Regions from separate parts of the Mus musculus genome. Here regions 1, 3, 4, 5, 6 and 7 are each linked to region 2. The links are chromatin contacts, called in public ChIA-PET and HiChIP or PLAC-seq maps. All regions are on one chromosome and are shown on one strand. Each heading gives the region's core, a stretch centred on a gene start, on an enhancer-like site or on the middle of the called end of the contact. The rest is flanking DNA. Distances are from core to core; before and after follow the strand shown. Region 1 holds the start of Myo1f (myosin IF). Region 2 holds the start of Zfp472 (zinc finger protein 472). Region 3 holds the start of Adamts10 (a disintegrin-like and metallopeptidase (reprolysin type) with thrombospondin type 1 motif, 10). Region 4 holds the start of Hnrnpm (heterogeneous nuclear ribonucleoprotein M). Region 5 holds the start of Wiz (widely-interspaced zinc finger motifs). Region 6 holds the start of Akap8l (A kinase (PRKA) anchor protein 8-like). Region 7 holds the start of Zfp414 (zinc finger protein 414).

Region 1 (3,571 bases), core at 58-2,557, 590 kb before region 2:
GCCATGGGGTGATTTGTGTAATCACTACTGGCTTTTATTGTATGTGCCATGATGCTGCTAAGTCTAGACCCATGCATGGTGCTGATCATTCTCCAGCCTTCTCATCATCAACAGACTTCAACTTGAACTTGTAGTGACATCTCTGTCTGCAGCGTCTCCACTGCCATCCTTGGGTAGTAGGGAGAACGGTCTCTCCTTTGTATACCTTTCCTCTATCCTTTCTCCACCTAGTCCTCCATCTCCTCCTCTTTTTTTCTTCCTTCCTTCCTTCCTTCCTTCCTTCCTTCCTTCCTTCCTTCCTTCCTTCCTTTCTTTCTTTCATTAGGTATTTTCTTTATTTACATTTCAAATGTTATCCCCTTTCTTGGTTTCCCCTATGAAAACCCCCATCCCCTCCCTCTCCTCTTCTTTCTATTCCTTATCTCCATTCCTATTTTTCCTTTTCTTCTCCTAGCTCTCTCTTCCCCCTCCTTTTCATCCTTTGCTATCTTCTGCCGCACACCCACATCTCCAACTCCTCCTTAGTAAAATTAACTGGTCCTGGAAGTTAAATGAGGATGATGATGACTTATTTTCAGTGCTAGAGATGATACCCAGGATCTTGAGCACACTAGCCAAGCACCCGCACTGAGCTATCATCTGCCCCTGTGATTGTTATAGTCAAACCACCTAGGATCACTTGCACTGTTATCCCACCCCATGAGAGTGGCCAAACCTACAGATCCCTCTGATGAATGTTCCCAAGAAAAGCCCTACACCCCTCAAACACTCCTTTCTCCAGACCAACTTCTAAATAAGAGTTCTAGAAACAGAGGCTAAGAGAGGGAAGAGCTTGTTTCAAACTGCAGGGGAAGACTAGTTCTGAGATGAGTTGATAACCTAGTTCTCTAAGCCCCTGAAAAGGGACATGTTCTCTTCCTGACGACTGTGTAATTCCTTCAGGGACACTTTCTTTCCTATTTATGTTGCAGTATTGGTCCTCATACCCAGCCTGGCAGATGCAGATTGGAGCTTGATTCTTGGTGAGGGACATGGGGTGCTCTGTGCTGTCCTATGGAACTCTGTCTCTGAAGGCTCTGTGGTTCTCATAACCATTGCCCCAAGTTTTGAGGGTGCTACCAGGTTACCACTCCCAGATCCCACCTTGAACAACTTACCATGGTGAGGGATGGTATGTAGGCTCCTGTGGGTAATGACAGGGGTGCAGGCTCAGAGGGTTCTAGGGGGTGGCTCTGGCATGGCTCTCCTCCTTCACAGGCTCTTGGCCCTAGTTCCTCTTGTAACAGCCCCTCTTTTACTTCCTTTGCGGGAGGGCTCATGACCACAGGGGAGGGAAGCTGAGGGCGGGGACAGTGCTCTGAGCTCTAGCAGCAATGACAGGGCTGAGGGAACCGTTTGGAGCTTACCCTGAAGGGATAGGTCAAAGTTGGCGGGCAGTCACTGCCAGACTAGAGAAAGTCCTTTATCCATCATCTACCTCAAGAAAAGAGTTACAGCAAAAAGCACCCAAATCAGCTGACTGCAGGACTGGCCGCTTAGTTCTCTTCAGAATCAGGGGAAGGAAGTACCATTTCAGATGTGTGTCTGCTCAGAGTTCCCATGGAAACCCTTTATGGTCCTCCCTGTAGACTGTTCCTCCAAAGCCAGGTCTGTTAGTAAGGGAAGTTTAACTGGAGTAGAAGACACCACAAGACTTATTTCCCTTTAATGTCTGTATTTCTCTTTGTGTGCGTTTCTATATGGGTGCATATGAATGTGTGGAGGGAGGTCAGAAGACAACCTTAGGTGAGTGCCAGTTCTCACCCTTCTCCTTGAAATAGGCATCACTGTTGTTTTCCTACTGTGGAAATCAGGCTAGTCTGCAAGCTTCCTGGATTCTCTTGTCTCCACCTCCTATCTCCATGTCTCAGATATTTGTTACCTTTATCTGGCTTTATGTGGGGTCTGGGGATTCAAACTCATGCCCTGATGCTTGTTGTGAAAAGTGAGCTATTGGCCTTGAGAGAGAGAGAGAGAGAGAGAGAGAGAGAGAGAGAGAGAGAGAGAGAGAGAGAAAGAGAAAGAGAGAGACACAGAGAGAAACAGAGACAGAGACAGAGAGACAGAGACAGAGACCGAGACCTTTGGAACCCAGGAGGCACTGGATCTCTGGGAGTTTACATCTGTTAACCACCTGATATGGGTGCTTGGAATTGAACTGTGGTCCTCTGAAATTACAGGAAGTAATCTTCTATCCAGTTGAGCCTTCTATCCAGCAAGCACCTCCCACTGTCACTCCACCCCAAATCTGGATATTGTTGTGGTTTTTGTTTTTGAGATAGGGTTTCCACTGTATAATTTTGACTTGTCTGGAGTTTGTAAGTAGCAAATTTGGTCTCAAACTCAGAGATCCTCCTGCCTCTGGATTGTGGGGCCCAAAGATGTACACACCATTCCTGGCCCAATCTGGGTTTTCACACTTACAGCCTTGCTGTTTTCCTGACTTGGCTCTATCAGCAGCAGCCAGCACATGTAGGGCCTACCATACGTTAGCTCAGTACTTGGTCTTTGGAAGACCAGATCACAAATGAGTCTTCTGTTGACATGGAGGAAATGACAGTTCCTAGAAGTTGTCACCTCCTCATGTTACCCACTGGGGAGGTGGCTAAGACCAAACCAGACTGGTGAGAGCCTAACAGGGACCTGTGTTCTAATCCATCTTTGGTCCATGCCACAGAGACTGGGAATGTCTCTGTGTCCTGTGCTCTCTTTCCATAGGTGAGAAGTCTATATTCTTCTCCAATATCCAGGGCCAATAGCACAACTCCACATGTGGAAGGGTGGGAGAGGATCATATTTAGTTGAGAGTACAAAAGGACTGGACACTTGTTAGACTCGGTAAGAAACTGCTTTCGTCTTAAAGTGATAGGTTTTTATCTGTAGTGGCCAAAGTCCTTTCTCCCCCCAAGGAAATGTGGACTACTTCCCCCGTGTCTTAAAGAAAGCCTCTAGTTGTTCATTCATTTATGTGTGTACTGTGCGGGCACACATGCCACAGTAAGCTTGTGGAAGGCTGAGTACAACCTATAGGAGTTGGTTCTCTCCTTCCACCATGTGGTTCCCATGAGTTAAATTTAGGCTTGGCAGCAAGTGTCTTTACCCACTGAGACATCTTGCTAACCCTGGCTGTGGTTCCGTTTGATCCTTGGGGACATCCTGGATGGAATGCCTATACAGAGACACACACCCGGTCAGGAGCAGAAATCTACACAAGACAGAACTTTATTAATGTAAGGCTTCTTGGTGAGGAGTGTGTGGGCCCCAGGGCAGGGCTTGTAGCACCATGATGGGGAACGGCCTGGATGTTGAACTCCCCCCTGGGGCAGGCAGGGCAGAGGTTGGGGTGGATCTTCCCCTTCGTCAGTCTGGGGGAGGGCTACAGGGAGGTGGTATCAAGCCTACCCCCCCCATAGCAGATATAAATCCCCCCAGCTCAGAGTGTAGGGATAGAACAGTGCAGGGGGCAGGGCACCAGCACACCCCTCCCCACCCCCACTCTTCACAGTACATATTCCGATCAAAGGGTGGGAGG
Region 2 (3,358 bases), core at 31-2,530:
CATGTCAGTCAGCTCTGGGAGCAGAGGGCAGCCATCCCTCTCCATTTTTCTCTCCAATAAGTCTCCTTTATAAGATCTACTGCCTGGAGTGGCTCTCATCAGAAGAAGCTAAGAAGAAAAGAAGCAAAGAAGAGAAGAGAAAGGGCAGCTGAAGCCTGTAAGCTCCTAAACTCCTCAGCTCAGCTGGGGATACCCTCCTCTGGGAACTGCTGAGGAGGCTTCCTCTCAGAGCTGTGTGGTTCCTGGGCTCCCGTGTTTGAGGATGTCCTCATTGGGACACCTTTTCCCTTCAGAGCTGTATGTATGGCTCCTGGGCTTCCAAGTCCCAGAATACCCTCCCATATGAGCAGAAACACACGTAGCACTGTGGAGGATCTAGAGTTCCAGACTAGTTTGGTCTACATAACTCTTTCCAGACCAGCCAATGGTACCCAGTGAAATCCCGTATAAACGGACAGAACAACACAATCCCTCCCTGCCCTGGGCTTTTTCACTGCTATCGAGACTTTCCTTTGGAAAAGGTCTCCAAAATCTAACCTTTACTTCAGAAATGATCAGCTTAATTAATCAGTACATACAAATAGGGAATTTTGCCTATCACAGCTAACAAATCCAGCTGTGAACTCAGGATGAGGGATGGAGATACAGGTCTACAGGTCTATGGTAAAGCGTTCGCTTAGCATGAGACCTGAGGTTCCATCCCTAGTACTTTAAAAAAGAAGCCGAGAGAGAGAGAGAGAGAGAGAGAGAGAGAGAGAGAGAGAGAGAGAGAGAGAGAACACACGAGCACGAGCCTCTCTTCAGGATGACCACAGTGTAAAACTAAAGCAGGGAACAAGGAAATGAAAAAGTGCAAAACAGTGCACACCACCCACGTGCCTTCACCGCAGTCTGGACGCGGCGTCACCAACTTGGCAGCTGCAATGTCAGCGGAGGCTCGGGTTCGCGGCGCAGGCTCGTCATGGGAGGACTAGAAACTAGGGACGAAGCAGCTTCACAGGGAAGGGACAGGACGGGACTCCGCTAACAGAGCATACAACTCAAGTGCACCCGGGTTGACGGCACTCCCAAAGTCCATCTCAAATTGCTGCACACGTCGGGGAGCCGGCGCCACCTTACAGCAAAGCCGTGGCAGTGTCAGAACCCTCCGCCCACCTTCCAAGAGTCCAGGGCACACTCACCATTTCCTGCTTCTGATGCATCCAGGCGTTCTTCCTACTGAGCGGCAGTCGGCAGAACAGGCACCGGGAAGCTCAAGCACAACTCTCCTCCCTCCAGCTACCCGGAACTCAAATATGGCGGCAAGGGAGCCACCCTCCACTATCCGTGCTTCTTATTGGATAGCTCAGGGGAGTAACAGTCACCCTGGTTCGTGAATTATTCCGGACCCAACTCCTTAGAACTGAGTTATCAGGTTCAGCAACGCTTACCACCGAAATGGGTCTGTAAGTACAGATTGCAACAACTGCCCTGTCCAAGCTCATACCTTTTCTCCGAAATAAATGTGATTTCATCCTGGAGGGTTATCACATTTCAGAACACCTTCCAGCCCGGGAGTGGTGGTGCACTTTTTAATACCAGTTCCACGCTAGCTTTGTCTACGTTATTGAGTTTCGAGTCAGCCAGAGCTATATAGTCAGAATTCTCCCGTCTACACCACACACAGGTCCAGGGCTTCTGAAAGATTTGTTAGTTTTATGTGTCTACGTGGATGAATCCGTGTGTGCGCGAGTGCTCACTGAGGCCGGAAGACGGCAGAAGTCCACTCGCTTTTCCATTGAGGCAGGGTTTGTTTGTTTGTTTGTTTGTTTGTTTCACTCATCACTTTACCTGGGGCTCGGGTTTCCTTGGCTAATAATGGAAGCCAGCTAGCCACAGCGATCCTCTTATTTGAGCCGTCCTCATAGATAGTGATTCAGAAATGTGCAGGGGATCTCTAACGTGAGTGCTGGAATCTGAACTCCAGTCCTAGGTGTTTATCATGCGCCCTTATCCACCAACTCTCCAGCCCCATTCACAGCCTCTTGGGCTCAGCGGGCTCTTCCTGGTATTTTTTTTTTCCGACATACAAATAGTGTCATAACGTCACTTTTGAATAAATCCTTTGCTCTTCAATCAGAGTAAGCTGGGAAAAGCCATGATAGCAAACCAAAACTGATTTCTGTTTAAATTCCTCTGTGAAATAACTTTGATTATGTTCACTCTGATTGGCTTTTTAAAAATCCCTCTGCCTTAATAAACATCCTTCTACTTTCATTTTGCCTACTTAGGCTCATCATATAAAAGCAAACATGTAATATCTGTTGATTTGAGCCTGGCTCATTTCCCTAACATGATGATCTCCAGTTCCGTGTTTTTTTTTTTTTTTTTTTTTTTGCAAACAACATTCTTTTGTGGATGAATAATACTTCACTTTCATAAATACCACATATATTCTATCCATTTGTTCCTCCACTGCTAGGCTCCTTGGGTGACTCCATCACTTGGATGCTCAATGCTGCAATAAATATGTGTGCAGGAATCTTAGTTACATGGTGACATTTACTCTCTTCGTGTATATCTAGAACGGTATAGCTGGATAAAATGACTTAATTTTTAGTTTGGGGTTTGATGTTAAATACCAAAGCTTGTGTGTTGAAGATATGGTCCGCGGATGCTGCTTGGAGGTGATGGAAACTTAGTGATTGGGGGGCTGCTGAGTGGAAGTAAAGTCCTGAAAGATGTGCCCTTGAAGCAAGTATTGGAACTCTAGCCCTTTCCTAAGCAACCAAGCATGAACATTTATCTATTTACTTCCCAGCCACCATGAGATGAGCAACTTGACTCCTTGGGCTTCCCACCATGATCCTCTGTTTTACCTCAGGCCTAAACCAAGGAGATCAGCTGACTGTGACCTAAAACCAAGAGCCAAAATAAGTTCCTCCTTATAAACTGTTTATCCAGGGTGTTTTGTTAAAGCCACAGATTTTTGACTAAATTGCATTCTATCTACATATATATTTATCTGAAGATATGCTTCATATTTAACTTGAGGTATATAGCCCAGGTTCACTTTAAACTTATACTCCTTATGCCTCAGCCTCTCAGAGGAGGGGATTACACATGTGTAGCATGCCTGCCTTCTTGATCCATGTGGTTATTTGACTGACAAGTTCAAACCCTGTAGAGCCTCTAGATCCAAGCAGAAACTCACACATGCTGAGGCTATAGACACAGAGCAGAATTTTGTCTTCACTGAAAAAGTCTGCTCTCGTGGCCTTTCAGCTAAAGGGTGAGCCCCATTCATGTTAACCAAGGTTATCATCTCCTTTTACAGTACCAAGGAAGGAATCCAGGACCTCTTGAATGCCAGACATGG
Region 3 (3,343 bases), core at 665-3,164, 560 kb before region 2:
ACCCAGCCTCCCAACCTCTGACCTTTCATTCTAATCCTACCAGGCAGGAGTAGAACCTGATTCTGGTGCTTAGCTCCTCCCACCCCACCCCCCACCCCCAAGTCAAGCCATCACAATCTTCTATTCTTGAGTTCCCCCTCCCAATAACTAACTGCACAGGCTACCTAGTGGTTCTGGCTCAGATGGGGTAAAACTGGAGGCAGGGTAAAAGGATTCTACTGGGTGAGTGACTGATGGGGTGGCCACACCTGCCCACAGGGTAACAGCTACTGGTAGGAATGATACCAAGATGGGGCTACAGGAGAGACCACAAACAAGTCAGTAGGTCTGGGGCAGACAAAGCCAATCTGAGGATGAGTTACAATTGAGAGGAGTCGCATGTTTGGCTGGGCACAAGATGACACTATGGGTGTGTATATGTATCTGTCTGTCTCTGTCTCTCCTGTGTGTGTGTGTGTGTGTGTGTGTGTGTGTGTGTGTGTGTGTGTGTGTGTGTGTACCTAGGCTTGGCCCCTGTCCCCCAGGCCCCTCCTCTGGCAGGCTGCAGGGAGGCCACTAGCCTGGGGGAAGGGCACAAGTGCTGGAAGAGGGAAAAGCCTCCCGGGAATGTGTGTGGCTCCATCACATCCTGGGGATCCTATAGGGACCAGCACTCCACACCTAGACTTTTGTAGGCTGTGCGGGAAACCCAGCTAAAGAGGTGGAGGCTTCTCAGTGGAGGACAGAGCTTCTTTGGCCAGGCATAGGCAGCCATCAGCCTGAGGCAGCAGGCTTCCTCCAGGCGCTGCACATCTGGCCTGGCTGCTGTGAGCACACAGACAAAAGGACCAGCCAGAGGGGAGGCCTAAGGGGAGGGGCTGCACAGGTCACCACTCCCATTACCACCAACCAGCTGTTAATTAAAGTGTGTCTCCCCCTGGTAGGGAGGCTCCTTGCTTCAGAGTTCTGTGGCATAGATGACCATCTGAGGGGAAGTAGCAGCCCCAGCTCCACTCTCACAGGCAGACACACAAACAAACACAATCACACTCTATAGGGCAACCCACACTTGAATAGCAGGAAGGCCTGGTTCACTAAACCCAAACACACACAACTACATACCTCCACACCTATGTATACAGAAACACATATTTCCACATGGACACCCAGACAGCCCATAAACCCAGACAAACAGGCCTATGTGCACAGTTACACAGTCCAAGACAAGCCACAAGCCTAGCAGCCTATACACGCTCATTTAACACAGAAAGTTAACACACACACATGCACAAGTTTACACATTCATAGCAGGGGGAACTAAGAAATTCTACAAACTCAGACACATATGCATGCAGGCATTTCCACTAATAACACTCCTGAGAAACGCAAATATTCAGAGACAGACACACTTGGCATTTACATGCACGAGAGGCATTTTTCTTACCCTCACTTAGGCAAACACTCAACACACCTCAACAGTCTGCCCACACAGTCGCTCCCAGATGCTGAAAGCCATAAGGTCATACAATCCGCAGAAGCACAACCATTTGGATACGTGGCTGACCTCGACCCCCGCCCCAAACCTGAGCCAACCCAAACAGGCAGTCTGTATCTGCAACACTTAGGGACATTCGGCACCAACACAGCACTCGCACAACGGGATCCGTCCAGCACATCTTGTCCCCGAGACACACAAAGTCACTTATAATCACTGCATTCCGGTGACTGCGCCGCCCAACTGGGTCCCCAGATCGCCAGTACCTGCGTGCCTGGAGCCTTCGGTCCGCTGTAGACGCACAGACTCACCGCCCGGCGCACAGGAAGGGAGGGAGCAAGCGCCCGGTGGCGTGGCCGGGGGAGGGGGCGCGGGAAGGCACTCACTTCCTGAGCAGCCTGCCAGGGTTATTAAAAAAAAAGAAAAACCAAAAAAAAAAACCCAAACCCCGCCCGCCGCTGCTGCTGCTTCCGCCGCCGCCGCCGCCCAGGGCCTCAGGCTGGACCCAAGCCAAGGACCCCGGAGCCCGGATTACCCCGCCTCGCGAAGGGCGCCCGTGTGGGTGGAGATGCTGAGGAGGAATTTGGGATGGGAGTTGGAGAAGGTTGGGGGGGGGGGTACGGGAGAGGGGAGGCTGGGGGCGGAGATAGAAGAAGGCAGGGGGTGTGAAGGGACAGAGGTGGAGAGTGGGGGAGGAGTGGACGCACACAGTAGGGGGATGGGGGGGAGGACGGAAAGGAGGGGTTAGGCGGGAAATTGTGAGGGAGGAAAGTTTGAATAGAAAGAGGTGGAGGAGATGGGGGTCCTGGAGAAAGGGGCAAAATTGAGTTGGGGGCTAGCGAGGGGGTTGAGACAAGGGGAGAGCCCAGTGCCTTGCCTCCGTTAGCCGAGTCAACAACAGCTGTTATTTATTGAGGGCTGGTCCTTGCTCAAGCAAACATTTATTGGGCGCCTCTCCGTGTGCCAGGCATGGTGCCCGAGGCTGAGTGAATAAATCTGAGTTGGGTCCCAGCCTTCACAAAGCTCCGGTCCGGGGGCTTTGATCTGCTTTGGCTCTGCTTTTGAGTTCACTTGCTTTAACTCTCTAGCAGTGAAGAGGACCTAGTCAGTTCCATTTTACAGATGTGAAAACTAAGTCCAGCCAGGGGGGCGTCATGATCATCTTTGGGACACAGTGTTTAAATCTACGAGGAGTTTGTACATGCAGGAGATGACCAGTGCAGTGGAGCAAAGCTGGGATTCCAACCAGCTTCAATCCAGGCCTGATTGTGGGAGTGTTCTACACCATTACCCCTGGTCTCAGAATTCCAAGATTGGCCCCCACAGTGGGCTTTGGCCTTGGCCTTGACCGACTCTGATTCTAGGTTTTCTTATCCTTAGAAATGGGGTAATGACAGCCTTTGTAGGGAGCAGGGGAGGAAGAGGGGTGGTTGTGGGAGGGAGCAGGAGAGTTTCAACCACAAACATTCCCTCTGTTCTGAGTTCAGCTAGGGATACAGGTAGTTCTCTGTCTCTACGTTGAACTTAGTCTTGAACTTGGAAATGGCATGTTAAGGGCTCATGCACTGTACGAAAAATTCCTATGGTGCCCGAACCCTCCTGCCCGGACCCAACTTCTCTGGACACCCTGCCAGACCAGAGGGGCTGTTAACTTTTACATACTGCAATCCCTAGAACCCATACCCACCCCTGGCCTCCACTAACCGAACTGCCCCTTGGGCCCCTTGGCCTGAGGCACCTGCCTTTGCTTTCTCAGGTTGTACTTCTGCTGTGGCTCCAGCCACCTGTCCCCAGTCTAGGGATGGCTTCCACACTCACCGTGAGAAGATTTTCAGGACCATTTGGAGCTGGGTGGCTTCAAACTAGATT
Region 4 (3,271 bases), core at 654-3,153, 720 kb before region 2:
TTTTTTTGTTTTTGTTTTTGAGACAGGGTTTCTCTGTGTAGCCCTGGCTGTCCTGGAACTTACTCTGTAAATTAGGCTGGCCTCAAAGTCACAGAGATCCACCTACTCTGACCCCCAAGTGCTGGAATTAAAGGTGTGTACTACTACTGTCTGGCAGGAGTCTTTCATTAACCCTACTTCCAGATGAGCAAATTGAGCCTCAGAAAAGCAGTCTCATCATCCCAGTGGGTCCAGTACAGTCTGGTCTTCCCTGTTGTTTTCTGCACCCATCTCTTGCCTAGTACACAGGCTCATGCATGGTAGTATCTTGCTGCCCTGACTGGAAACTCAAGGGGAAGTCAATTTTTCAGAAAGTAAAGACTCAGAGGCTGGAATCTGGCCCATAGGAAGAGCAGGTTGGGAGACTTCGTGACTGGAACAATATGATTGAGGAACAGAGCTGATGTGATCAGGCCTTGGGTGACTGGTGAACTGATATCCATAAAAAAAAAATTTATGTAAAAACACACAAGCATCTTCACTCTTCTGGCCTACCAAGCTTGGTACCTATTTCTCATCATAACTTTGGAATGTAGGGTCCCAGGAAATGGTGTCAGGGTGGTGCCGTAAGGAGAGATAGAATAGGAGGGAGGGAGGGGAAAGAAGGGGAAAAGAGGAGTCGGAAAAGGGTGGGAGGGAGGTTTCTGTTATACATCTCTTCTAATGCTTTGAATTACATGGAGAGTTTTAGTTTGATATTAACCTGTCAAGAATTCTGCATGCAGGGTTGGCTCTGTCTTAGTGGGTAAAGATGTTTGCTGCCAAGTTTGACAACCTAAATTTGATTACTGGAAAGAGAAAATCAATTCCCACATGCCAGCCATGGCATGCTCAAAGCCTGTATTCAATCATTCCCCCTCCATCCCCCCCCCAATAAAAATAATTCCTGCCAACATAATTTTTATATTTTTTCTCCATTTAAGGAAAGCTGATCTCTCCTTGACATGCCACGGACATTGTCAAAGCAGTTGTGGTTACTTGCACAAGATAGAACCTCATCATGTTGGGGTGGGGGAGCCTTGGGAGGCTTCACCCTTCCCTGAAGATCTATTGGTAGTAGATGCTGGAGGAAAGAGGTGTCATTTTCCTCAGTGTTGTAGCCACCTATTTAGTTGCCCCAATAAATCAACCCCTAATCTATGCTCTTGCAAGCAAACCCAACTCAGTAGGTCATAAAACAAAGACAAGGAGGTACATGGAGGAACTTGTTGGAAAGAAGGTACAGTGGAAATGCGGGAAATAAAAGGGCAATGGTAGGTGAATATGATAAAAGAACAGTATAGGGTCAGGGATTGAAGTTGATAGACTGCTAGCATGTTCAAATCACTGGGTTCAATTCCTAGCACTGATTAGCCTGGTTCCTCTGGCCTATCATTCTAGCACTCAAGAGGTGTAGGCGGCAGCTCAGACATTCAAGGCCAGTATTGGCTAGAAACTGTCTCAACAACAACAGCAAAACCCCAAGCAAGCGCAAAATACATGATATACATATATGAAGTTGCTGAAAAAAGAAAAAGAAAGAAAAGGCCAGGCGTGGTGGTGCTTGCCTTTATTTCCTGCACTTGGTAGGTAGGGAGAGGCTGGAGGGCTACATAGTGAGACCCTGCCTCAAAAAAGAAAGCTAATGAGTAAAACAAAACGGAAAAATATAAAGTAAGCTGGACCGACTAGGTCCGTATGTGCGCTCGTATTGTAAGTTCGAATGAGCGACACATATCTCTCCCCCTGTCCCACAACCCAACTGTATCTGCGGACATCGGGAAGTGAGGCCTGCCACTGGAGGAGGCGTGGCCTGACGTCCAGGGGGCGTGACCCGAGGCGAGCAGGAAGCGGGAGCCGGTCGCCGCACAAGGAGGCGTTACTGGTCGTTCGGGGTCACGTGAGCGCGCAGGCGCAGCTCGACAGAGCCCGCTCCCTCACACAAAGCCCAGACGCGGAGAAAATGGCGGCAGGGGTCGAAGCGGCAGCCGAAGTGGCGGCGACAGAACCCAAAATGGAGGAAGAGAGCGGCGCGCCCTGCGTGCCGAGCGGCAACGGAGCTCCGGGCCCGAAGGGGTGAGTAGTCTAACAGCAATTGATCCTTCTCTAACTCCAGCCAGGTTACTTCGCAGCTCCGTTAGGTCTGTGGGCCGCTTTCTCTTCTCCCACGGCGGCGCGGCGTCTGCGCAGGCCTTTTCCCTGCCGAGAGTTGGGGGCGGCCAAGGCTGTGACGACGACGAAGCCAGGAGAGCCTAATGGATCGCCCCCTGCCGACAGCGCTTGCCTCCGCTGCCTCAGCCTCCTGGCTGTCTGAGCGCGTCGTCGAGGCCTCAGGCCTGTGGCCTGGTATTTTATTCTCAGAGCAGTGATGGCGCGCGGGCTGCGGGAGATCAGGGCCCGCAGCACCTCTCACTGGGGTCTCGAGGGTTGAACCATTAAGACTGTGTAGTTTCAACCCTTCAGCATACAATCCATAGTAGTGGAAGTATTCTGTCTCAGTTTCTCAGATCTGAGAAGTTAGGGGCGGGAGGCTTGCGCGTGCGAGGTGTCACGTGTACGGTCGGCGGCGCGACCCGGAAGGTGTCGACATGACTCTTGTTGCGGGGTTCCGAGACACCGGTGTTACCCTCATTCTGCAAGAAGTGCTTCTTCCATTAGAATGGCCCCGGACCCGGGCTCCTGGGCTGGAGTTCTTTCCCCTCTTTATAGTCCTACTTCCTAAAGTGCAGTTGGTACCAATGGGAGAAATGGTCTTTGCTTGCTCAGTGTTCATCCTTAGCAACAGACCTAAAGTGTTCGGGTAGAGGCACCACTTCGGGGTTTCAGAAATTAAAATAGACAGACGTCATCATCCCTTTTTTGGAATCCTGCTTGGAGATCTGTCTAGGGACCTTGATTCGTTATTATAAGTGTCCTAGCATGGCCTGAGGAGTCCCAGCCTTTTGGGAGGAGTGGGAAGCTGCAGGATCCAGAGTGCAAAGTGTGGCCAGACTATATAGAGTGAGTTCAGTCTAGGTTGCCATTTAGTCATTGGGAAATTGAGCTAGACCCTAACTCTCAAAAAGAGGGATGAAAACATAGCAATAACCTGGCACTCCAAAGTCCCTAGATTCGATTCCTAATATCAGACCACAGGGTGGTCTTTCTGAGCCCTAAAAAGTTTTCTTCAAGGAGGAAACCATAAGATTCTGCTCCTGTGAAACTCTCCTCATACTGATATACTAATATATCAGCTTGAGGAGGTCTGGAGAAA
Region 5 (3,277 bases), core at 579-3,078, 580 kb after region 2:
GACAGTATGTTGTCATGGTAACAGAGCCCCTCCCTAGACGCTAAGGTCCTGCGGCTCCTTTAAGGGTGACCTGCTTGGCCACTCCCAATATGGCGGCGCGCCCGTTGGATTCCCCACCCCACCCCCAAAGTGGCACAAGGGGGGGCAGACCTCCTCATCATGGCGGCGCGGCGGGGCTGTCGCGCTGAGGTCACGTCGGCACGCCGGGGGGGAGGGGCGGGGCGGTGGGGGGGGGAGCGATTTAAAGGGACAATGTCCCCCGAGCTGTGGAGGCAGCGGTGGCTGCGGAGGCCGTGGCACCGGCACCAAGAGGGGCAGCAGCTGTAGTGGCAGCGACGGCCCTATGAAGTAGGGGAGTTCCCGGCCAGCGACTACGCCTCCCCCGGTGAGGCTCGACCCAGCCCGGGAAGCTCGCGGACGGGGCGGAGCTGGAGCAGGGAGGGGAGGCCTGGGCCCGGTCGGGCCGGGCGGGACCCCCTGGGGCGGGGGAGGGGCGGGGCCTGCAGGGGCGGGGCCTGCAGGGGGCGGGGCTGTACAGGTGGGGGGAGGATCGGGGGTCTCGAGGCAGGTGTCTCCCCCCCCACCTCAGCTCGTCCCGCGGGGTCTCCCGCCCCGAGGTGCACGGGCGAAGGGCGCATCCTGGGGACCCTGGCTTCCCCGCAGGGTGCGTCCGCGCAGCGCCGCCCCTACCTCTGCGACCCCTGCGGGAGGTGGGGTAGGGAACGACCATCTGGACTGGAGCCCCCTCCCCAAGCTGCCAAAGTGCTCCGAAGTTGCGGTCCTGCCCGATCCCCGCCAGCAGTGCCTACCCGAGTGGGCACCCGCAGGTGCTTTCTCCAGGCCTGGGCAGGGACCCCTCCAGCCAAGACTGTCAACCCACCCTGTGTAGGGCCCCCCGGGAGCGCCCAGGCCCTCGAGGGCAACGCCTGCTACCAGGCCTGGAGCCCCGGCCCCGCCCCGGTTGCCTGGGCCGGGCCTCACCACCATCTCCCTGGGGAGAGCGCCTCATTCCTGCCCTTCACTTTCTGCTCTACCTTGAAGGTATTTATAGGTGGAGAGGACAATCGCCCTCCTCCCCCCCAGGGTCCTTATTTCTGAAACAGGAGCCCCATCGGTCCTTTTCATCCTCGGGCCAGAACAACCAATATCGGTGGAGGATGCAAGCAATACTATTGGAAGGTGGCAGGGTGGAGGAGCCCAGGCTTGGTATGCATGAGAGATCATGCTAAGAGAAGGGAAAGGGTTAATGGTGGGGTCACTTGAGCGTGTGGAGAGGCTAAGGGGTTAATAACCCTACATTCCTGGGTAGGGAGAAGGATGTGAATGTTGGAAAAGTGTAGGGGTAATTGATACGGGGCAACAGAAGTGAGTAAAGTATAAGGGCAAAGATGGGGGCCCTCGAGACCCTGCACTGGGGAGAGAGCGGGGACCCTGGAAACTGGAGGCATGGCTGTAGGTTATGCAGTCACAGGAAAGCAGCTGGACACGGTGAAGCTGTGAGTGAGCCATGGGAGGAATAGGTGGAGGTGGAAGGAGTGATGAGGGAGGGCTGAGGTGACTGAATGTGCGTGTGTAACTGTGGTGAATGGAGGCTGTGAAGAAGCTGGGGAAAGAGAACGCTTTAGTGTACTGAGACTCGCTCCCAGTAGAGGTGATTGGATTATAATAGGAGTGAATGGAACCTCAACACCACTTAACCCCTCACTTCAACTAAGAGACAAACTGAGGCCATAGGCTTTGAAGGAGAGGACTAGGGTTCTGAGAGAGGGGAGAACAAACAGAATTCTCTTCTTACTCTCTTAAGGTCTTCCTTGTCTTTGTCTCCAGGCCCACAATGTCCTGCTGAACCTGCCAGGTACTGAGTGAAGATTCACGGCTGGCACCCATGGAGGGGTTACTGGCAGGTGGCCTGGCTGCCCCGGATCATCCTCGAGGCCCCGCTCCAAGAGAGGACATCGAGAGTGGGGCTGAGGCTGCTGAGGGGGAAGGTGATATCTTTCCATCTTCTCATTACCTGCCAATCACCAAAGAAGGCCCTCGAGACATTCTGGATGGCAGAAGTGGCATTTCTGGTAAGAGGGCTCTGTGGCCCTAAAGAAGCTTCCCACTTGGTCCCCCAGGCCCAGAGAGAGTCAGGTCACCCCACCCAGCAGGGGCTGAGTTGCAATTGGAATTCTGTTCGATGCACATAGCCTCCTTTAGTGCTCCACGTACCGCTTTTCAGTTTGCCCTTATGAAAACAGATGTCTTGGGAGCCCATGACTGGATGTAAGAAACTGGGATTCATACTTGTAGTGTCCTGGCTTTCCTCTCTAAGCTGGACACCAGCTGTATCCAAATCCCATGTCAGTACCCTGAGCTCTTTGCCCAAAGCCCACTTGTTCCTTCTTGCAGTCTTGATGGAGTGGAGCTCCTGAGCGAGTGCCCTCTAGTGGTAAGGTAAAGTCTGGGGAGATTCGAGTTGCCTCTTTCCATCTTGATTTACCCCATACAAGGCTAGCTCACACTGTCCCCACCTCACAATTTGTTGTTCGTTTATTAAACACTGAGCACCTGCTGTGCCACTTTCTGTTCTGGGTGCTGGGGAAATAATCATAAAGAGACAAAAGTCCCTGTCCTCCAGGGGTTGGCATTCCAGAAGGGAAGGTGGACAAGGAACGACTGAGCAGATGTCATAAGGGCAGGTTATGCAGGCTATGCAGATATTAAACTGAGTGCCAGGACCATGGCTGGGCGCTCCAGGAAAAGCCACCTGACACAGTGGTGTTTGAGGCACAGCACAGAATGAGTGGTGGGACGTGCCCAGCAGGTGGCGGGACAGCATGGGCAAAGGCCCTGCAGAGGGGAGGAGCCTGGTATGTTTAAGGACTTAACAGGAATCTGGTGTGGCTGGTCCCCCAAAACTTGGCCTTCTAATAAATTCCGAGCACCTCTTCTGTGGTTCCTACATGCCAAGTTCTTTGTCTTCTCAATTCACATCATACTTAGAACCTTTGTCGGAAGAGCCTCCGTTATTTAGTATCTCATGTTAGGAATGGGAAATTCAAAACCCTGAGGGGTGAAGTCAGTAGTGTGGCCTTACACCCCTCTTCCTTCTTTGTTTTATTCTGTTCTTTATAGAACTGGGGATTGCACGTAGGCCCTTGCACATACTCTGCAAAAGCTGTTCCATTGAGTTCTGCCCCAGCCCTCCTCTTTAGTTTTTTGGGTTTTTTGTTTTTTGGTTTGTTTGGTTTTTTTGTTTGTTTGTTTGGTTGGTTGGTTGGTTTTTTTTTTT
Region 6 (3,487 bases), core at 395-2,894, 620 kb after region 2:
AAAACAAGCCCTTTTAATCACAGCAACAGCCTAATCTATACTTCTCTACCTCCCCTGCCCCAACTAAATTGTGAAGAACAGTTTTGGCTATCATATCAACTATTTCAGTATGTTTCTTTGAAGGATCTAGGCCTTTTAAAGAATGCCATTGTTATTACCCCTAAAGAAACTGCTAACAAGAACTGAGAGGTGGCTCAATGGCAAAGAACACACACTGCTCTTACAGAGAACTTGGATTTGGTTCCCAGCACCCACATGGCAGCTCACAGTAACTCCAGGGTATCCAGTACCCTCTTCTGACCACCTCAGGCACTGGGGGTGCATGTAGTTGCATAGACATATATTCAAGCAAAACAAATACATAAGCCTAAAAAGAATTGATAAACATTCCTTAATACCAATAGAACACCTACTTTAACATTTCTCAAAACCATAAGAAGGTACATGAATCATAGAAGCAGAGCTTGCTGTAGTTTATCCATTGTTTTATTTTTAGGGTTCTTCCAAGGATACCTCCCATGGTGACTTTCCACACAGCCAGGAGGAGCCAGGCATAGTGCTTAGAACAAGGCTGGTACTGGGTTACATTTTTCGTTTTGTGGAGCTGAGCATTGAACATAGGTTCTTATGTCAAGCATTTGCAATAATATATGATACATTGAGATATACTACTTGTATAACAAATAGCATACACATAAACAGTTATTTTTAAAGTGGTTTTTGAGAGGCAGGAGAGATGGCTCAGCAGTTAAGAGCACTAGCTGTTTTCCCAGAGGACCCAGGTTCAATTCCCAGTACCTTCATGGCAGCTCAGGGCTGTCTGAAACTCCAGTTCAGGTGATCTGACACCCTCACACAGACACGCGCAAGCAAAACACTAATACACATAAAATTTTCAAAAGCATCTTTATTTTGCAGTTGGAGAGCTCACATAAGGCCTTCTGTACATGCTAGGATAAAATGTTTTTCCACCAAGCTATATCCTTACAAACACTATTAATTGTTATGTAACGATTAATAAGAAAATAATATTTACTATTTACTTTGTGAAACTGGCCCTAATTCTTTACCCCTCCTTGAAACGGGGACTCACTGGAACCCAGAGTGGCTTAGAATTCATATAGTATAATCTGACCTCAAACTCGAGTCATTCTGTCTCAGGCTCCGGTATTCTGGGGTTACAGAAGTCAGCTACTACACATGGCCTTCTTCGTTTGTTTTAACGTTATCTCACATAACGTTTGTCAGGACCTTGTTTAGCAGTTAGATACTAATTTTCTCCTTTCAACATGGCTTTACCATTCTTGACTTCATTTCAGTGGCGGGGCGCAAGACGGTCGTCTCTGCTCACGCTGGCAAGTGTCTCGCTCGCACACACCAGGCGAGCACACGCGTGGGCTCGGACCTCTAGGTTGCATGCAGCTCCGCCCCTTCGAACCTTTCCATCTTCTCCCCTTGGCCTATTGGCGCAGGTTTTTGTTAACAGGAGGCGGAGAGTAAGGCGGGGTCGTCGGGGGTTGGCAGTATCTCCAACCACTGTCACGAAGAGGTGTAAAAATAGACAGGTAGCGAAACCAATAGGCGTGAAGTCCGAGGTTTGCAGAAGCCAATGAGATAAGGAGGCGGGGCTGGAGCGTGTGTGGAAGGACCCCAGGGATTGTTGTGGCGTCAGACGCGCAGAGTAGCGGTCTGTGTCCACGGCTCGGGTGTTCTCTGCGGCCATGAGCTACACAGGTAGGCCCAACAGGGTGAAGGCAGCGCTCTGGGCCGGGGCGTCAGGACGGGCTGAGTCATGCTAGGATCTCCTCTTGTAGTGTCGTGGTCATTGCCCTCTGTGGTCACAAAATGGCGTCTTAGGCTCTTCCCTTCGGGGTCGCATCCCTCAAGCTTCGGCTCTCACTGACCTCAGCCGGGCATCTTGGACTCTCCTGGCTACTCAAGGATTTGCTTGTGTCTTCTGTGACCGTAGGTCTTGGGCCTCAACGTTAGGTTCAGGCTTCCCGCACCTCCGTTCGTCATTCCCTGGCTAGTGCCCCACGGACACCCACGTCTAAGACGTCGCTTCTCAGGCCTGAGCTTCTGAGATCAGTCCGTTGGGGCGGCTGCTGTCGCCATTGCCTCCCTTGAGCAGTTTCTGTGCAAAACGTCGCAGACCCTTACTCATGGCACTCCCCCCACTTCATCTGGTATAAAGCGGGAGGGGGGGAGAGCCAACCTCCCCTACCTCACTCCCCCAGGGGGCGGTGAGAATCTGTAAATCTATATGAAGGCTCTGAACCGTTGCAGGGAGCTTTAGAGAGCAAGCTTGAACCCTGGTGACGAATGACTACTTTCCACTCAACTTACCGAATCAGGTGCTGAATAGACACTGAATGCTGACAAGAATTTCTTAAGCATCTTATAGGCGAGGACAGACAAAATACAATAAATATATTATTTTGGGTCTTGGGTATCCTGAAGAGATTCAGCCATTACACGGAGAGCTTTGAAGCCTCTGGGAAGGGTGACGTTTAAGAAGAGATGTAAGCAAAATAGGAAAGAGTAAAGATAGCTGTCGCTGTAAAACATACTGGGCTGGAACCGCCTACCTACTTAGATCAGTGATATTTGAGCAAAGAGGAAGGTGGGTGAGGAGCATGGTGAGGGGTGTGGAATATGCTTGAGTGACTGTAGAATCATTCTTGAGTGAGTTAGTTGCCAAGGCTCCCTGGGTTTGCCAATGAAACTTATCAGTCAGTGCCACAGACAGTGCCTCCCACTTTACTGGAGGTATTTCAGGCTTGAACTTAAGTGGTTGCTGGATAACCCACATTCTGTTTGGAATGTTTAAGGCTTTCAATGGAACCTGAGCTTTATGCCAGTCCTCCTAAGCCCCTGGGTCAAATGCTTGCCAAGAACCTTGGGATTTTTAACAACCATCCTCTAGGCCAGTGGTTCTCAACCAGGGTGATTTTGCCTGCCTCACACCTCCCAGGGGTACATTTGGCAATATCTGGAGTCCTGTTTTGTCTTATCTATATAATGTGTGTATGGGCAGGGGGGGGGTGGAGGTGGGGGACTGGTATGCAGTGCTACTGACATCTAGTGGATAAAGGGTAGGGCTGCAACTCTGCAGCCTGAAGCGCATAGTATGGCTTCCACCACAACATACTTTACTTTATTTACATGTATCTGTCTGCATCTACATGTATGTGTTTGTGTGAGTGTGTCAGCCATGTATGAAGGTGCCCCTTGGGACCAGAAGAGAACATGGGTCCCTTGAAACTGGAGTTAACGGAGGGTTGTGAGTGAGCCGCCTGACATGGGTTCTAGGATCTGACTCTCGTCCTCACAATTGAGCAGCATATTTCCAACCCTTCAGTGTTTTTTTTTTTTAATAAATTTGTTTATTTAATTTTGTTCATATGAGTGTTTTTCCTGAATGTGTGTGTCTGTGCACTGCCATGTGAGCGCCTGTAACTCTATAAAACTAAGGGTAAAGATGATT
Region 7 (3,153 bases), core at 52-2,551, 660 kb before region 2:
GGGGCTAGAGCAGGGTATTTGTTTCCCTGCAGGAACGAATGGGTGTCATTACTCTCTTCCTTACTGACCTACCCAAAAGCCTTGATTACTCCCCACCCAGCCACTGTCAGAATAAACTGCCCGGAAGGGCTGGATTGGTTTAGTTCATCTCTGGAGCCACACCTGACATATTGACAAGGTGCTCAGTAAATGGTGAAGACCACCCCCCACCCCACCCCCCCACCCCCGCAATGGGATAAAAGGTGATTCCTTGTCTTGCACCATCTCAGCCCTATCAAAGGCATGTGACTCCCCAGAAAGGTCCACAGATAACCTGGCGGTGGACGGCGTCTGGGCAACCGAAGGTCCTCATTGGTCCCCACGCCTGTGTTGGTTGAGCCAGTCTGGCAACTGTCTGAGGCTGGATAGGCAACTTGCTGCAGAGGTCCTCCATGGTCCCACACTGGTGGCATGGCTGTTGGGTTAGGGCTGGGCTCCTCCACGGAGGAAAAAGTGGCTGGAGCTGCCCCATCTGGAGATGCCACCTCCTTGTCTGGCTCACCGGAGCTGGATTCTACAGTGGTCAGCGTGTCCGAGCTGGGCCTGGATGGTTCCTCCTGGTGCAAGAAGTGGCTAAAATCAGGCTGGGATCCCTAGGTCAGACAGATGCCCTTCTACTACAAAGGTCCACAAGACAGACTCCTTCAACACTCACCAGATATTACCCAGTCATTCCACTTTCTGAGTCACCAGCAAGATACGGGAGATAAGGGCAGACCGAGCTACTGTCTCCTAATTCCAATTGCAGGAGTTATCAGGGATTATGCATAAAAAAGCAGCATTAACATCCCTTCCTCAATTTTGGCAGGAGAGGCACTAGGGGCGGAGGTGTGGCCTAGAGGAGCAACTAGGAAATGCTGGAGGGCCTACAGTGGATCGTGTGATGATGGGGAATACTGGCTAAGCTAGAGCTGAGCAGATAGACGCTCTGAGCCAATACGTGTTAAATTTAGGGACTGAACTCTAGGAGAGTGGGTGTGGCCCGGCCTTCAGGGCTGGACGAAAGCTAAGTGACAGTCAGAGGCGGGCGGGGACCCGGATGTGGGGGCGGGGTCAGCTGGAGGGGGGCGCGCGGCAGGACCGTTCCCTGTCAGTCCCGCTGCTCTTCCGCGTCCGCGTGCGGGGTGCTGCGCTCACCATCCTCTACTCAGTTACACCTCTGGTTCCCGTGCCTTCGGAGGCTCTGGCTCCAGCAGGGGCGTCTTCCTCGGCGACACGGTCTCTCGCTCACATCGGCGCCATTTTCCCGCTTCTCAGATCTCGCGAGACATGGGGTGTGGCCTAATTCTGGGCGCTTCTCTAGAAGGAGGGGCCTGAGACTACACTGCAGCTCTTATACAGAAACAGAGAAGGTCTGCTTTTGATTGGTCTTAAATTTCAGAGAAAACTGACAAAAGCTCTTCCCCTCCCCACTTTTATAGCCCAGGTTGGCCTTACACAGAAGTTGACCTTGAACTTAGATGCCAATACACCAGGTTTTAGGTGGTACTGAGTATCAAACCCAGAGTTTTCATATATGCTAGGCAAACTCTCTACAAAGCAAGCCACATCCTTAGCTCTGTACACATACACGTACAAATGAATATGTATATGCACAGATGTGAGCAGGTAAGAGCGGAGGTCCAAGGTAGACATTGTCTTCCTTCATTGCTCTCCACTTCATTCACTGAGGCAACATCTCTCACTGAAGTTGGAGCTCACCAGTTCCCACCTAGCTAGCTAACTTACTTGTCAGAAGATTCCTGTGTCCACCTCCAAAGGGCCCTGATTACAGGAAGCTGCTATGCCTCACAGGGAGGGCTAGAGATCCAAACTCTTTCTCATTTACATGATTGTGGGTTTGAACCCTGGTCCCTTGTGTCTGCACAGACCCATCTTCCTAGCAAGCACCATAAAATTTTCAGCACATCCAGTGTGCAGCAAGTACGAATCTGTTGTAATAGCCCAATGTGAGAAACACTCTAACTAATGGATCTTCAGGAACAAGCAAATTCCACAGGTCGAGAGGTGTGAAAATGAATCCCAAGTGCACTACTACTGAGAGGTCGCCTGCCCACCCTACTTTCCTTAAGTGCATCCTATGTGCCAGGAACTTAGTACTGCTCTTGGGAGTCTCTAGTCAACCAAGAAAATGGAGAGACAATAAATCAACAACAGCAGAAAAATGATCTTGGATCTATCCTAGGAGATAAGAAAACAAACAAAACTGATGTGAAATGAGGAGTCAGGGAAGCCTGTCTAAGGGGGTGACTTGAGCTGTGCCTTGATGCCTACAGAAGCAGAGCACTACAGCAAGCTGGCGCAGATGTCCTGAGCTGGCAAAGAGCAAGCTCCCCTTTCGTAAGCAAGGGCGAGACCTCTGCACTATTGAAACAGAATAAAGATGTTGGTATGGAGGTCAGAAAGAGAACTTGGGTGAGTCCTGTAGGGCTTCCTTTCTTCCTTCCTTTCTTTCTTTCTTTCTTTCTTTCTTTCTTTCTTTCTTTCTTTCTTTCTTTTGTTTTGTTTTTTCGAGACAGGGTTTCTCTGTGTAGCCCTGGCTGGAACTCACTCTGTAGATCAGGCTGGCCTCGAACTCAGAAATCTGCCTGCCTCTGCCTCCCGAGTGCTGGGATTAAAGGCGTGCGCCACCACGCCTGGCTCCTGTAGGACTTTCAAGAGGTGGAAGAGAGAGAAACCATGGTTTCTGAAGTAGTCATTGATGAATGTTTGTTTTTCCATTTTTGTGTATGTGGTTGCATGTATATATGCACACATGTTTGTGGGGTATTTGTTTGCAGGTGCATACTCACATTTGTGGGTACATGTTCACTTTGTGGCTTGTGCATATGGAGGCTGGTGGTTGCAGTGGGGAATAATCCTCCAGGCCTCTTCCTCCTTATTCGATGAGACAGGACCTCAAAATCAAACTCAGAGCTCAACAATATGACTATTCTTGCTCTGGGGATGCACGGTCTCTACTGTCTGAGGCTGAAGCTGCAGGTGGGCCATAGTGCCCACCTGGCATTTACCTGGTATCTGGGGATATGAACTTAGGTCGTCATATTTCTATGGTAGGATCAGTTGTATGACAAGACTTTTTCCAGGGAAACACAAACACTTCTACTCACCTTA

What was found. ChIA-PET counts read pairs in DNA pulled down with a chosen protein or histone mark. HiChIP or PLAC-seq counts read pairs in DNA pulled down with a chosen protein or histone mark.
Region 1: a contact with region 2 is called in an H3K27ac HiChIP or PLAC-seq map of bone marrow-derived dendritic cells, with 5 times the contacts expected there. The contact joins the promoter of Myo1f here to the promoter of Zfp472 in region 2. A contact is called at or near these places in 9 of 39 promoter capture datasets (the 3T3-L1 cell line, the C10 cell line, the HPC-7 cell line and 5 more), 8 of 115 datasets of contacts at active chromatin or transcription factors (the 230-238 cell line, CD8 T cells, astrocytes and 5 more) and 1 of 9 other capture datasets (embryonic stem cells).
Region 3: an H3K27ac HiChIP or PLAC-seq map of embryonic stem cells shows a contact between it and region 2, with 3 times the contacts expected there. The contact joins the promoter of Adamts10 here to the promoter of Zfp472 in region 2. A contact is called at or near these places in 12 of 39 promoter capture datasets (the 3T3-L1 cell line, 3T3-L1-derived adipocytes, the C10 cell line and 8 more) and 7 of 115 datasets of contacts at active chromatin or transcription factors (astrocytes, embryonic forebrain, embryonic stem cells and 3 more).
Region 4: a contact with region 2 is called in an RNA polymerase II ChIA-PET map of memory CD8 T cells, with 10 read pairs. The contact joins the promoter of Hnrnpm here to the promoter of Zfp472 in region 2. A contact is called at or near these places in 12 of 39 promoter capture datasets (the 3T3-L1 cell line, 3T3-L1-derived adipocytes, the C10 cell line and 7 more) and 3 of 115 datasets of contacts at active chromatin or transcription factors (large pre-B cells, memory CD8 T cells and pro-B cells).
Region 5: a contact with region 2 is called in a FOXA1 HiChIP or PLAC-seq map of pancreatic cancer cells. The contact joins the promoter of Wiz here to the promoter of Zfp472 in region 2. A contact is called at or near these places in 14 of 39 promoter capture datasets (the 3T3-L1 cell line, 3T3-L1-derived adipocytes, embryonic stem cells and 9 more) and 1 of 115 datasets of contacts at active chromatin or transcription factors (pancreatic cancer cells).
Region 6: an H3K4me3 HiChIP or PLAC-seq map of bone marrow-derived macrophages shows a contact between it and region 2, with 3 times the contacts expected there. The contact joins the promoter of Akap8l here to the promoter of Zfp472 in region 2. A contact is called at or near these places in 2 of 39 promoter capture datasets (the 3T3-L1 cell line and hippocampal neurons) and 4 of 115 datasets of contacts at active chromatin or transcription factors (astrocytes, bone marrow-derived macrophages, effector CD8 T cells and 1 more).
Region 7: a contact with region 2 is called in an RNA polymerase II ChIA-PET map of memory CD8 T cells, with 8 read pairs. The contact joins the promoter of Zfp414 here to the promoter of Zfp472 in region 2. A contact is called at or near these places in 15 of 39 promoter capture datasets (the 3T3-L1 cell line, 3T3-L1-derived adipocytes, the C10 cell line and 10 more) and 3 of 115 datasets of contacts at active chromatin or transcription factors (large pre-B cells, memory CD8 T cells and pro-B cells).

The regions. Positions count from the first base shown.
Region 1 is chr17:33,553,443-33,557,013 of GRCm38.p6, reverse strand. Myo1f (myosin IF) reads right to left here and starts at 1,307. Exons shown (of 28, transcript NM_053214.2): 1 at 1,158-1,307. The coding sequence starts at 1,160. It overlaps Adamts10 (a disintegrin-like and metallopeptidase (reprolysin type) with thrombospondin type 1 motif, 10), which reads right to left. Exons shown (of 25, transcript NM_172619.4): 25 at 3,232-3,571.
Region 2 is chr17:32,963,753-32,967,110 of GRCm38.p6, reverse strand. Zfp472 (zinc finger protein 472) reads right to left here and starts at 1,280. Exons shown (of 4, transcript NM_153063.3): 1 at 1,182-1,280. The coding sequence starts at 1,202. It also overlaps the pseudogene Cyp4f41-ps.
Region 3 is chr17:33,522,656-33,525,998 of GRCm38.p6, reverse strand. Adamts10 (a disintegrin-like and metallopeptidase (reprolysin type) with thrombospondin type 1 motif, 10) reads right to left here and starts at 1,914. Exons shown (of 25, transcript NM_172619.4): 1 at 1,741-1,914.
Region 4 is chr17:33,684,090-33,687,360 of GRCm38.p6, reverse strand. It overlaps Hnrnpm (heterogeneous nuclear ribonucleoprotein M), which reads left to right and starts at 1,903. Exons shown (of 16, transcript NM_029804.3): 1 at 1,903-2,094. The coding sequence starts at 1,982. It also overlaps a transcript of Marchf2 not described here.
Region 5 is chr17:32,386,368-32,389,644 of GRCm38.p6, reverse strand. Wiz (widely-interspaced zinc finger motifs) reads left to right here and starts at 1,828. Exons shown (of 11, transcript NM_001372227.1): 1 at 1,828-2,072. The coding sequence starts at 1,886.
Region 6 is chr17:32,348,734-32,352,220 of GRCm38.p6, reverse strand. Akap8l (A kinase (PRKA) anchor protein 8-like) reads left to right here and starts at 1,644. Exons shown (of 14, transcript NM_017476.2): 1 at 1,644-1,734. The coding sequence starts at 1,722.
Region 7 is chr17:33,627,240-33,630,392 of GRCm38.p6, reverse strand. It overlaps Zfp414 (zinc finger protein 414), which reads right to left and starts at 1,301. Exons shown (of 6, transcript NM_026712.3): 1 at 1,177-1,301; 2 at 314-596; 3 at 1-26. The coding sequence starts at 1,179.